Linked DNA regions of Triticum aestivum: region 2 is linked to region 1. Evidence: chromatin contacts called from public Hi-C data. All regions are on one chromosome and are shown on one strand. The core of a region is the stretch at or near the end of the contact, and the rest is flanking DNA. Distances in the headings are between cores, read along the strand shown.

The links. Hi-C and Micro-C count contacts between places; a contact is called where the count stands out from the background.
Region 2: a contact with region 1 is called in a Hi-C map of leaf, with 8 times the contacts expected there. The contact joins the enhancer-like site here to the promoter of LOC123133071 in region 1. A contact is called at or near these places in 2 of 5 Hi-C or Micro-C datasets (both in leaf).

The regions. Positions count from the first base shown.
Region 1 is chr6B:6,898,475-6,903,284 of IWGSC CS RefSeq v2.1, forward strand. It overlaps LOC123133071, which reads left to right and starts at 3,485. Exons shown (of 2, transcript XM_044552609.1): 1 at 3,485-4,395; 2 at 4,522-4,810. The coding sequence starts at 4,582. LOC123133070 (putative F-box/kelch-repeat protein At3g17280) reads left to right here. Exons shown (of 2, transcript XM_044552607.1): 2 at 1-866. The coding sequence ends at 521.
Region 2 is chr6B:7,164,009-7,169,062 of IWGSC CS RefSeq v2.1, forward strand. No RefSeq gene overlaps it. Among protein-coding and RNA genes, the nearest start is that of LOC123133077, 45 kb to the left of the region's middle. Within about 2 kb of position 2,038, at least 1 of the 8 cell types and tissues checked has an H3K27ac peak or open chromatin away from gene starts, as enhancers often do. A contact at or near this core is called in leaf, where this site is marked.

The DNA of each region.
Region 1 (4,810 bases), core at 2,235-4,734:
GCAATGGCCTAGTGCTCTGCATGCATAGGAGCATGGATTGGAGCAGGCGTACAATTACTTGCCACTTCATTGTGTGCAACCCAGCAACACAAGAGTGGACGAGGCTTCCTGATACTCGTCCTTACCAAGAACACGATGTTTGTGAAGCTATGTTGGCTTTCAACCCTTCATGTTCCTCACAGTTCTACGTCTTCAACTTTAGATGGAATCCTTTATCTTCATTCTTTAGTGGACTTGAGGTGTTTTCGTCTGACCTTTCAACATGGCTCGTATATGATGCATGGTGGAATTCCGGGATACGCACTATTATTGGCTACCCACACTTGTTCATAGATGGTTCATTGTATCTGTTTAGTCTGCGGCAGAACTCAGTGGAGAGGATCCTGGTACTGAACGGCTTTGAGGCAATGAGTTCTCGCATACCGCCTAATCGTAGAACTATTAAGTTGCCTCGTGACCATTCTGTTGAGCCTCCGAATGGCCTTCCTGTTGGTATGTACACCCGCGGTCGAAATTGGTAGCAATTGTTGGAAAACCAAGCTGGAGATAAGCCGTATGCCTTCATTTTGGCGAGTAATAGTGCTGGAAGGAATCAGGCCTAGTCTAGGAATGATGCATGTTACAAAGGTCTTCTATATTTTTCTTTTGTTCCCGTTGTGCTATTTTGTAAGGGTCTAAAGTCTAAACTAACACTGTCTGAATGCTGAAAACTCCCTGATTTCAGTGTATTGTGTCATCCAATTCCCTGGTGCTCTGTTTCTCAAGGCGCACGTGATAACGTTGTAAAAATAGAACAAGCTTGTTATGCATGTTTCTAGTTCACCAAGCTATGGATGTTCGTTCAAAGGAAGAATGGATACCTTTTATCTTGTAGTGTTGTTTCTGCAAGTGCAAAATACTTGTCTTATGTTGTCAGACTGTCCGTTGCCATCATGCTAGCCCATGACCCTTTTTTATTCACTTGTCTCATAGTTGTGGACAAGGTACTGACTAATTCCTATCCATGTTTTACTTATCGACGTACCATTAATCCAGCGCGGTATGCTCCAGTTGTGCTTTCCAGGCTTGTCGCACATATCTTAACATGCATGCGCGCAGAGAATGGGTGCTGGTCCTAGGCTGGGATATGCAGCCCATCGAGCCTTTTCATATGATGAGTTTGTAGGACACTGTGTCAGTGACATGTAATATATGTACTCCCTCCGTTCCTAAATATAAATTTTTTTTAAGATTTCAATGCGGACTACATACGAAGCAAAATGAGTGAATCTACATTCTAAAATATGTCTATATACATCCGCGTATGTAGTCTTTATTAAAATCTCTAAAAAGACTTATATTTAGGAACAGAGGGAGTACAATTGTTGTTTATCTTGTTCTGTCTAGAAAAGAAGATAAAAGAATGGAATACCAACGGCGTCAATTATGTATCACACCTTTCAGTTATATCTCTACTAACAGTTTCTTAATGTCGGTGGTGACGACAGCGGACGTGATGACTGCGGCGGGTTAGCTGCAACGTGAGGACGGAGGAGGAGACGGGGAAGGCAAGGCATGCTAATCTCCTCTCCTTCTAACACTGTAACAATCTCCGTTTATGTGCAAACAGACCACATTCACCTGTAGTCCTGGAGTTGTCAAAACATAAATCCCGAGTCTCAAGTCCTGGAATATCATCTTTTTTTTGGTCGATCTGCTCTTTGGTTTATGCCCACTTGGTCCGTAAAGAAGTGCATCTTGCAGATGTTGGCCAACATTACATATTTTATATTAAGAGCCATAGTTTGTAGTGATGTACAACTAATGACACTAGCACATATGACATGTTAAGAAGCGTAGTCTGTAGTGCCACTACTAGGAAAAGGGCTATAGATGATATGGACACTAATGGCGCATCAGACATGTGGTGCGCCACTATATATACTAATGGCGCACCATGTGTTAGTGCGACATTAGTGTCCAAATACTAATGGCGCACCACATTTACGGTGCGGCACTAGTAACAATTTCTTTTCGAAACTAGTAATGGTGCACCAGGGATAGTACGCCATTACTAGTTAAACTAGTAATGGCGCACCACATCCACGGTGCGCCACTAGTAAATTTTTTTCAAATTTTTTTCAAAACTAGTAATGGCGCACCACATCCACGGTGCGCCGCTAGTAAATTTTTTTCATTTTTTTATAAATTTTTTTATTTTTTTTAAAACTAGTAATGGCGCACCGTGTGTGTGGTGTACCATTACTAGTTACTAACTTGGCCCAAAAATTCCACTGAATGCACCCCCCTGGACCGCCTTTTCAGTTTTAAAAAAATAAAAGAAAATGATGGAAATGTCAAAAAAATAAAAGAAAATAAGTTTCCCATGTAATATGTGGTCTGGTTGTTGGGAAAATTTACAAATATGAATTTCGACTTTATTTGCAAAATCTCTCTGGAATTTGTAAAATGGGCATAACTTTTGCATACAAACTCGGATTAAAAAGTTTTTTATATGAAAAATCATCTACTCGAAAAGTTACGGGGCTTTCAAGATCTAGAGGCAAAAAAATTCAAACTTACTAGTGATGCACCGTTTGCTAGGTGCGCCACTAGTAAGAGAAAAAAATTGCTTTCTAATTTTTTTTTTCAAAAAAAATGACCGGGAAGTTTGAAATATTTTTCAAAATTTCATCATACTCATGAACATGAACAAAGTCCTAGACATCAACAAGGTTTAATAGGATTGATATGATAGATATATCAACAAGTGCCTGTTAAGTGAGGTGGTGCTGGGGTTGGATAGAACTGCGAAGTTAAGCGTGCTCGGGCTGAAGTAGTGTGAGCATGGGTGACCTTCTGGAAATTTTGACCACTTAGTTCGATTTGACTTGAGATTAAGCATATTGACCCGAGATTAAGCCATAGTGACCCGAGATGAAGAAAAAAAATTGAATTTTTTTTGAATAAATATTTAAAAAAAATTGTTAGTAATGGCGAACTTCTATGTGGTGCGTCATTACTAAGTCAGATAGTAATGACGCACCATGGGCTATACTAATGACGCACTGCCTGGTGCGCCATTAGTATCTGGTATACTAATGGTGCACCTGTGATGCGCCATTAGTAAAAAAATTCTAATGGCGTGGTGCTAGTGGGGCACCTGTAGTGCGCCATTAGTAGGCAAAATAGGTGCGCCACTAGCAGGCCTTTTCCTAGTAGTCCAACATAGACTAATTAACTTGTCTGGCCCTACACAATCTTCTGTTGTTGCTGCCTTTAATAATTCTTGCCAAGTTAATTTTCACTAGAGGGTCAGAAGTAGGGATCCGGCTTGCCTGCTCCCGCTCCATGCTCCCATCCATGCTCCCACCTCATCCTACGGCTGTCTTTTTTCTTTTTTTCTTTCTATCTAATCATCTCCCCCCCCCCCCCAGATTTTAAGGAGTGGGGCCGGACCTTATTTTATTTCAATCAAATCAAGCCACGTATGCGGGAGCACGGATGGGCGCACAAGCAGGGAGCAGGCAAGTCTCGTCCCAGAAGTAGGCTCCTTAGCTAGCGAACAGGTGAGGGGTTTGGTTCAGATATAAAAGTTAATCCAAATGTCGCCGCAAGTAAAATGGTAGTGAAAAGCTGCAGACCCTCATATTGTTCTGCATGAACGTTGTTAAGGGGAAGAAGCCATTGACAACAGGATATAGTGGGAACCAACTGACTTAAGATTGGCATTATAATAACTGACGAAAGTGAAGTTCCTCGCCGTCATTATCTGCAGTCTGGTTGCCATTGTCTGTGCTCTGCTTTCCCTTTGCCTTGCTTTCCCTTTCAATTTGCCTTTGTCTTTGCCTTAAACCTACCAGCCAGCCAGCTTCCAAGAAGTCTTTAAATCCGTTCTTCCTACTACACGCTACGTGCACAACCACCTTCCAAGAAGTTCTTAATTTATTCTTCCTACTACGCATACCACCACCTTCCGAGAAGTTCTTAAATCTGTTCTTATTATGCGTATCACCACCATCCAAGTTCTTAAATATGTTATTCCTACTACGCCTACCTCACCAACCAGCGCAACCGCGGCTCTCTCCTTTCACATTTTGCTTCTGCTGCTCCTCTATTGCAGAGCACACCCACCATTCCTCTCTCCCCAAGGTTCTCGTTCTACTCTACACAACCCTACCTCTTTACCTCCACTTGAGTACCCTCTGTTCTGACTACCCTAGTGACTAAGGCCTTGGTCGGATCCCCTCCGCTCCCCAACTGCAGCTCCCGGAGCGGAGGGAGCGCCAGCACAATCGCGCGGAGCGGCTCGAACCCAGCTCCTCGCGTGGAGCGGAGTTGGGAGTCTGGAGAGCTTCCGAACAGGCTATAAGTGGCCACCTGCTCCTGCTGCATCGATTTGGTTCTGCAGTTAAGGTAGGTAATTTTGTTCATCCTTGCACCATTTTGGTTGGTCAAGCTCTATCAGCGGCGTCGCCGTATGTCTACCTTTTCTCACCTGAAATTCCATTTGTTTGATCAACTGATTGGACTCCACTGCAGGTTTGTTGCTGATATTATCAGTTTGGACTTCGAGTGAACTACTAGTACCATAATAGGGGGATGGAACCTATGGTTGTCGGTACACTACCTGATAATCTGGTGGTTGAAATCCTCTCTCGGCTGCCGTTCAAGTCTTTTTGCCGCTTCAAATGTGTCTGCAAGTCCTGGCTTGCCTTCTCATCAAATCCAAACTACCATGAGAACCTGCCGAAAATTCCCACTGGCCTTTTCGGCCAATACCAAGACCTTAATAAGAAGGCTACCAAGCTTATTGGCCAGCCCCGAAAGG
Region 2 (5,054 bases), core at 788-3,287, 260 kb after region 1:
GGCATGGGGCAATTCCTCGCATCACCGTCTATCATTGTTGTTCCTCTGGCGCTAAGAATATCCCTTGAGGGCAACTCCTCGATCCCGACAACCATCGAACATGCCCTAAAGCTTGGCTTGTATATATGCACCGACTGTCTTCGTCACCACCCGTTTCGCCTTTCTTGGGCTGGCAGGACGTTAGCGATGCGTGTGTGTTGTGATCTCCATAGGGCCCCTCTCGCACCTAAACCATGGTTTGAAAATCGTTCATTATCCGTATGACCAGTATCTTGCTGCTCCAACTATGTTATGGAATTAAACAAAAATATATTTGCATGCGAGTCCATAGATAGTACCTCCTGGCCCCGCCTAGTGTTGTACAGTCGATACCTTGCCAAGATCTCTGTGTTAAAGCTCAAAAAAAAAAAAGATCTCTGTGTTAGGATATGTTCCAAGGTGCATTGTGTGATGCACATCGACATCTTGTGATGGAACTTTAGCTTTGTTTTTTCATTTCATTAAAAATCACCAGATCTACATCGAGATAAAACATTTAAAATTTAAGATGAAATCAGCTGCATGCACAGCTTGCATGAGTCTAATATATTATGTGAACGCATCTTGCACTAGAACATAGCAGGACTACGCCAACTAGCTCATTGCATGATTATGCCAGCCAGCTACTGGTGGTGCAAATCAGATAAAAGTTTAAAAAGAAATAACAACAAAGAATTTATTATGCCACTCTTAAAAAAAAGCAACGACTTCATTGAAACCGGCTTTGATGTGCACTGATCCTTTTGATCAAACAGGATCGGGATGGCACCACGGAACATGGTCCTCCTGGTGATTCTTGGAGAGACGGATGCCGGCGTGGGTGAGCATAGCCCAGATGTGGGTGATGAACTCACCGCTATTGCCCAACGCCAACGCATGTGCATCTTGTCCTCCCGATGGCCTGCGAGCCATGAACACGAGCAGCTCCGCCCAGAAGTCAAGGAGCATCTTCCAAACCCTCTCGTCCTCGTGCAATGTATCACCATCGGCACTAGTGTCTCTTTCCTCTAGTTGCTTCCCTAGCTTGACGCCCGTCTCCATGGTTGACATCTCCTTCTCTTTAGTTGAGAAGAACCTCATCAGGTGCTTACGACGGTGCATGGTGGTGCAATAGCTCTGGAAGAAGCTGTTGAGTTCCGCCTTGATGTCCCTGTACACTTTCTCCGTCCATGTCTTGTCGTCTGGGAGGAGGCATGGCTCGTATACCACGAGGTATGCGCAGTACCTTGACAACATCAGGGCAGCCCGGCCTTCTGGCTGCAATGGGTGCTTCTGTCGGTTCCTCGTCTCAAATAGGGCCGTTGCGATGTGCCACACCACGATCACTGTGGCGACATCCATATTGTCCTTGCACGCCCATTTGAGTTGAGTGAATTCATGCTGCTCCAATGCACCTATGCCGTTGCTGAAGTCCTTGTCGGAGTTAGGGTCGAGGATGTTCTTCAAGACCTTGACAATGGCCAGATTGACATCAATGGTGACGATGGCATCCGAGAACCCGACGAGACGCCTGTTGAGCAAGGTAGAGATGAGCATCCACACCCGAGAATGCAGGTGAAGCGGATTGAGCTTCAAAATGTTGAGCTGGTGGACCTTGATGATGGGGAACAAACGGTGCTTCGCCCACAAGATGATCTTGATGATTTGCCTATGGTGGAACAATCTCTGCATGCTTTTTTTTCGGACGTAGTTGCAGATCAAGGACACTAGAAACCAGTCAGAGATCACGTAATGGATCAACTGATATGTCTGGACGAGGAGGAGGGCGAGCATGAGGAGGTAGGTGATGATGATGTCAAAAGTGGTACGCACGGTGACAACCAAGGAGGCCACTTGGTGCAGAAAGCACTTGTGGTGTACCAGCATGGCGATGAATAGACCGATGAGCCCCTTGAACAGCGAGCCCAATACGATGATGATGTTGGCATTGCTCGTGACGAGCAACACAGTGACGCCATAGAACACGACAAAGACGATGGACAAGGCGAAGTTGGCCAGAAAGAGCTCTGGCCTAGGCAACGCCAGCGGGATGATATCTTGGTAGTACTCATCCATGAACCTGAGCTCTAGCTCTACCACATGGAACGCCCGACGGGCGTCGAACACTTCATCCCCCGTGAGCCTGAGGAGGCCCCAGAGCACGAGATCACGCGCTTGTGTGGTCTTGACCTCTGCCATGTGGAGGTGCTCCATCTTTCGTCGGAGTAGCTTGAAGAGTGCGAGGGCGAAGCAAATGTTCTCCAACTTCCATTTCCTACTCTTGTCGTACTTGAAGATGGCTTCTGTCTCGGAGAAGCCCCATATGTCACATACCCGGACCAACTCGGACTTGTTGGTCACTAGGTCGCCATTTAGACCGCCTCCTTCGGGGACAATGTTCTCCCTTTCTTCGCCGCAGATCTCAAGGCCAACGTTCTTCACTTCTGGGTCATGGATCTCGAAGCCATAGGGCGTCACCTTTCTCTTGAGCCGGCCCTCTCCCATGACTACATAGTTGCAAGTCCTCATGATGTGGGTGCCCGGTGGGTGTGTGTCGTCTTCGTTGGACAGTTGTCGGCCCGCGTGGACGAGCTGCGCCATGTAGCCAGAGACGAGGGCGGTATTCTTGGCGAGGTCGAAGGAGTCTTTGGCGACATGGATGCAGACGGCCCGCTTGCAAAGCGTTGCGACGCCAAATATCCAGAGGATGATGAAGAAGGGTTTGATGCCCAAGCCATGAACGTAGGCGTAGATGAGGTAGCCGATCCACGCCATGCGCACCACCTCCTCCATGGGGTACAACAGGCTATAGCACCCGATGCCGCGGGTGAAGGCTTCAGCGGCTGGCGCCATCCCCGCGGAGACCTTCTTGCGGAGGAGCTCGACGAGCAGCATCCAGAGGATGACGATCTCCGTGCGCCGCTGGTTGCTGGTGTCGGGCTTGCTCTTGGTCTGGGAAAAGATGTAGGACATGAAGGGGAGGAAGAGCGTGAAGCATGCCTGGAAGATGACGCGCATGGCGATGGAGTACCCGCTGTGGCGCCTGGTACGGCGGCCAAGCATGCAGAGCACGACGAGCCCAAAGACAAGGACCGTCACGACGACCGTGGTGGTGACCATGAGCCAATCATTGGCGTGCATGACGTCTTTGTACTCTGGGCTGGTGCACACCCCGCTGCTGCTGCCGCCCTGCGCGGTCGAGGCGCCGCCGGAGTTGTACATGGCTACCTCCTCTGCCCGGCCCTCTCCCCTTGGCCTCCCCTATGTGGGTGCAGGCAGGCGTAGTAGTGTGTGTGTGTGTGTGCGTGTGTGTGTGTGTGAGTGTGTGTGTGTGTGTGCCGCCGCTATCTATATATATATAATACTACACACATGACCGACACAAAACATGGTTGTGGACACCAGATGACACCTTGGCACGACAAGGATCGATGCTCTCTTCCAAAGAAGAAGCGTCATCCTTTTGGACAAACAGATTGACCATGGCTTCTCTTCTTTCCGCAGCATCTCTCGGGGTCTTTAAATATTCCTCCAAACTTGTACGTCTCCTTTTTTTCAAAAAGGAGGTTATCCTCGGTCTCTGCATCAAAACGATGCATACGGCCATCCAAACTTGTACATCTCCTGGACAAAGATTAGATTGATGCGCTCTTACATTCACTGCAAAGGCAAAGGCCAGCCAAAAGTTAAAGCAGCATGCTGCTTTGATTTAAGAATAAAGTTGGTGCAGTCATATATAAGCTTCTAACTTATGCTTTGTCATTCCGGTCAGGACCCTCTTGTTTTATGTTGTCCAGAGCTTTTGATCACACAATGTCGTCAAATATTTTGAATGTAAGACGGTTAATCATGTGCCGCCACAACTGACTATTCAATGTAGATATGTCATCTGGACCCATCCCGTCTTTTTCTTGACGAAAAAGCATCGGTACGTTGCTGGATTTCACTGATGAAGATGGAGGAGTACATAGCGAAAAACTGTCACAATTGGGTGGTTAGGTTTTTTTAAGGGGGATAGTTTCCTGCCGGCGAGGCTCGCCGGCTGAAACTTCAGCTTATTTCTTGTTGTTTTACCTTATATCCTCCTGCAAAACGTTCTCCGCCTCACATTCTTTCTTCCTCCAAACTACTGCTGCATTCTTCTAGCCACAACAGGACACTGCTCGTACCTTGCAGCACCTGGTGCTCTCCTCGATGGACTCGCCTTGTCCTTTATTTCACCATCTCCGGTGCCACGCAGGAATGACGTTGCTGTTGTAGCCAACCACCGTTTTGTGCTACCGCACGCTGGCAACCCAGAACAATGAGGACCTGCTGCTTGGGAGGGGCGAGCTGTCGGCGCTCCGGGGTTGCTACGAGCCGCATAAACGCATGGTCGATGGCGTCACTGGCAACTGCTACAACCGTGTACCACAAAAGCTACAACCAGTCCGCGGGAATGCTACAACTCCGTACACCGGAGCTGCAACCAGCGAGGCGTCGTCGGCTAATGCTACAAATGTTTACCATAGAAGCGACAACCACGTTCACCAAAGTTGCAACCGTGTTCGCCGGACCTATAGCCGAGTAGCGCTGATGTTACTAAATGCTACAACCGTATGTCGCAAGAGCTACAACCACTTCATGGAGTTGCTACAACATTGTACAACAGAGCTGCAACCGACGAGGCGTCGTCGACGAATGCTACAACCGTTTACCAGAGAAGATACAACCATGTTCGCCAGCGTTGCAGCCGTGTTCGCCGGAGTTGTAGTCGCATGTTGGGACCGGCGATGGTGTAGGCTTCAACGACGAAGTGCTACCTACTGTGTGCAGGAGTCCTTGAGGTGGAGCCTATTTACGGCGAGCCATGGCAGCTCAGAGTAGTTGTGCCGCTAGCTATGGCGATGCGCAAGTGGGGCCCACACCTGCAGTGAGCCTGCACACTACAGGACAGAGGAACCAACGCTGCTACTGCGAGAGCAGGAGGGGCGGGGGGATTTTTCTTCTGTTTTTACCCCTTTTAATTTTTAAGAGCTTTCTTGCAAAGAACGTGT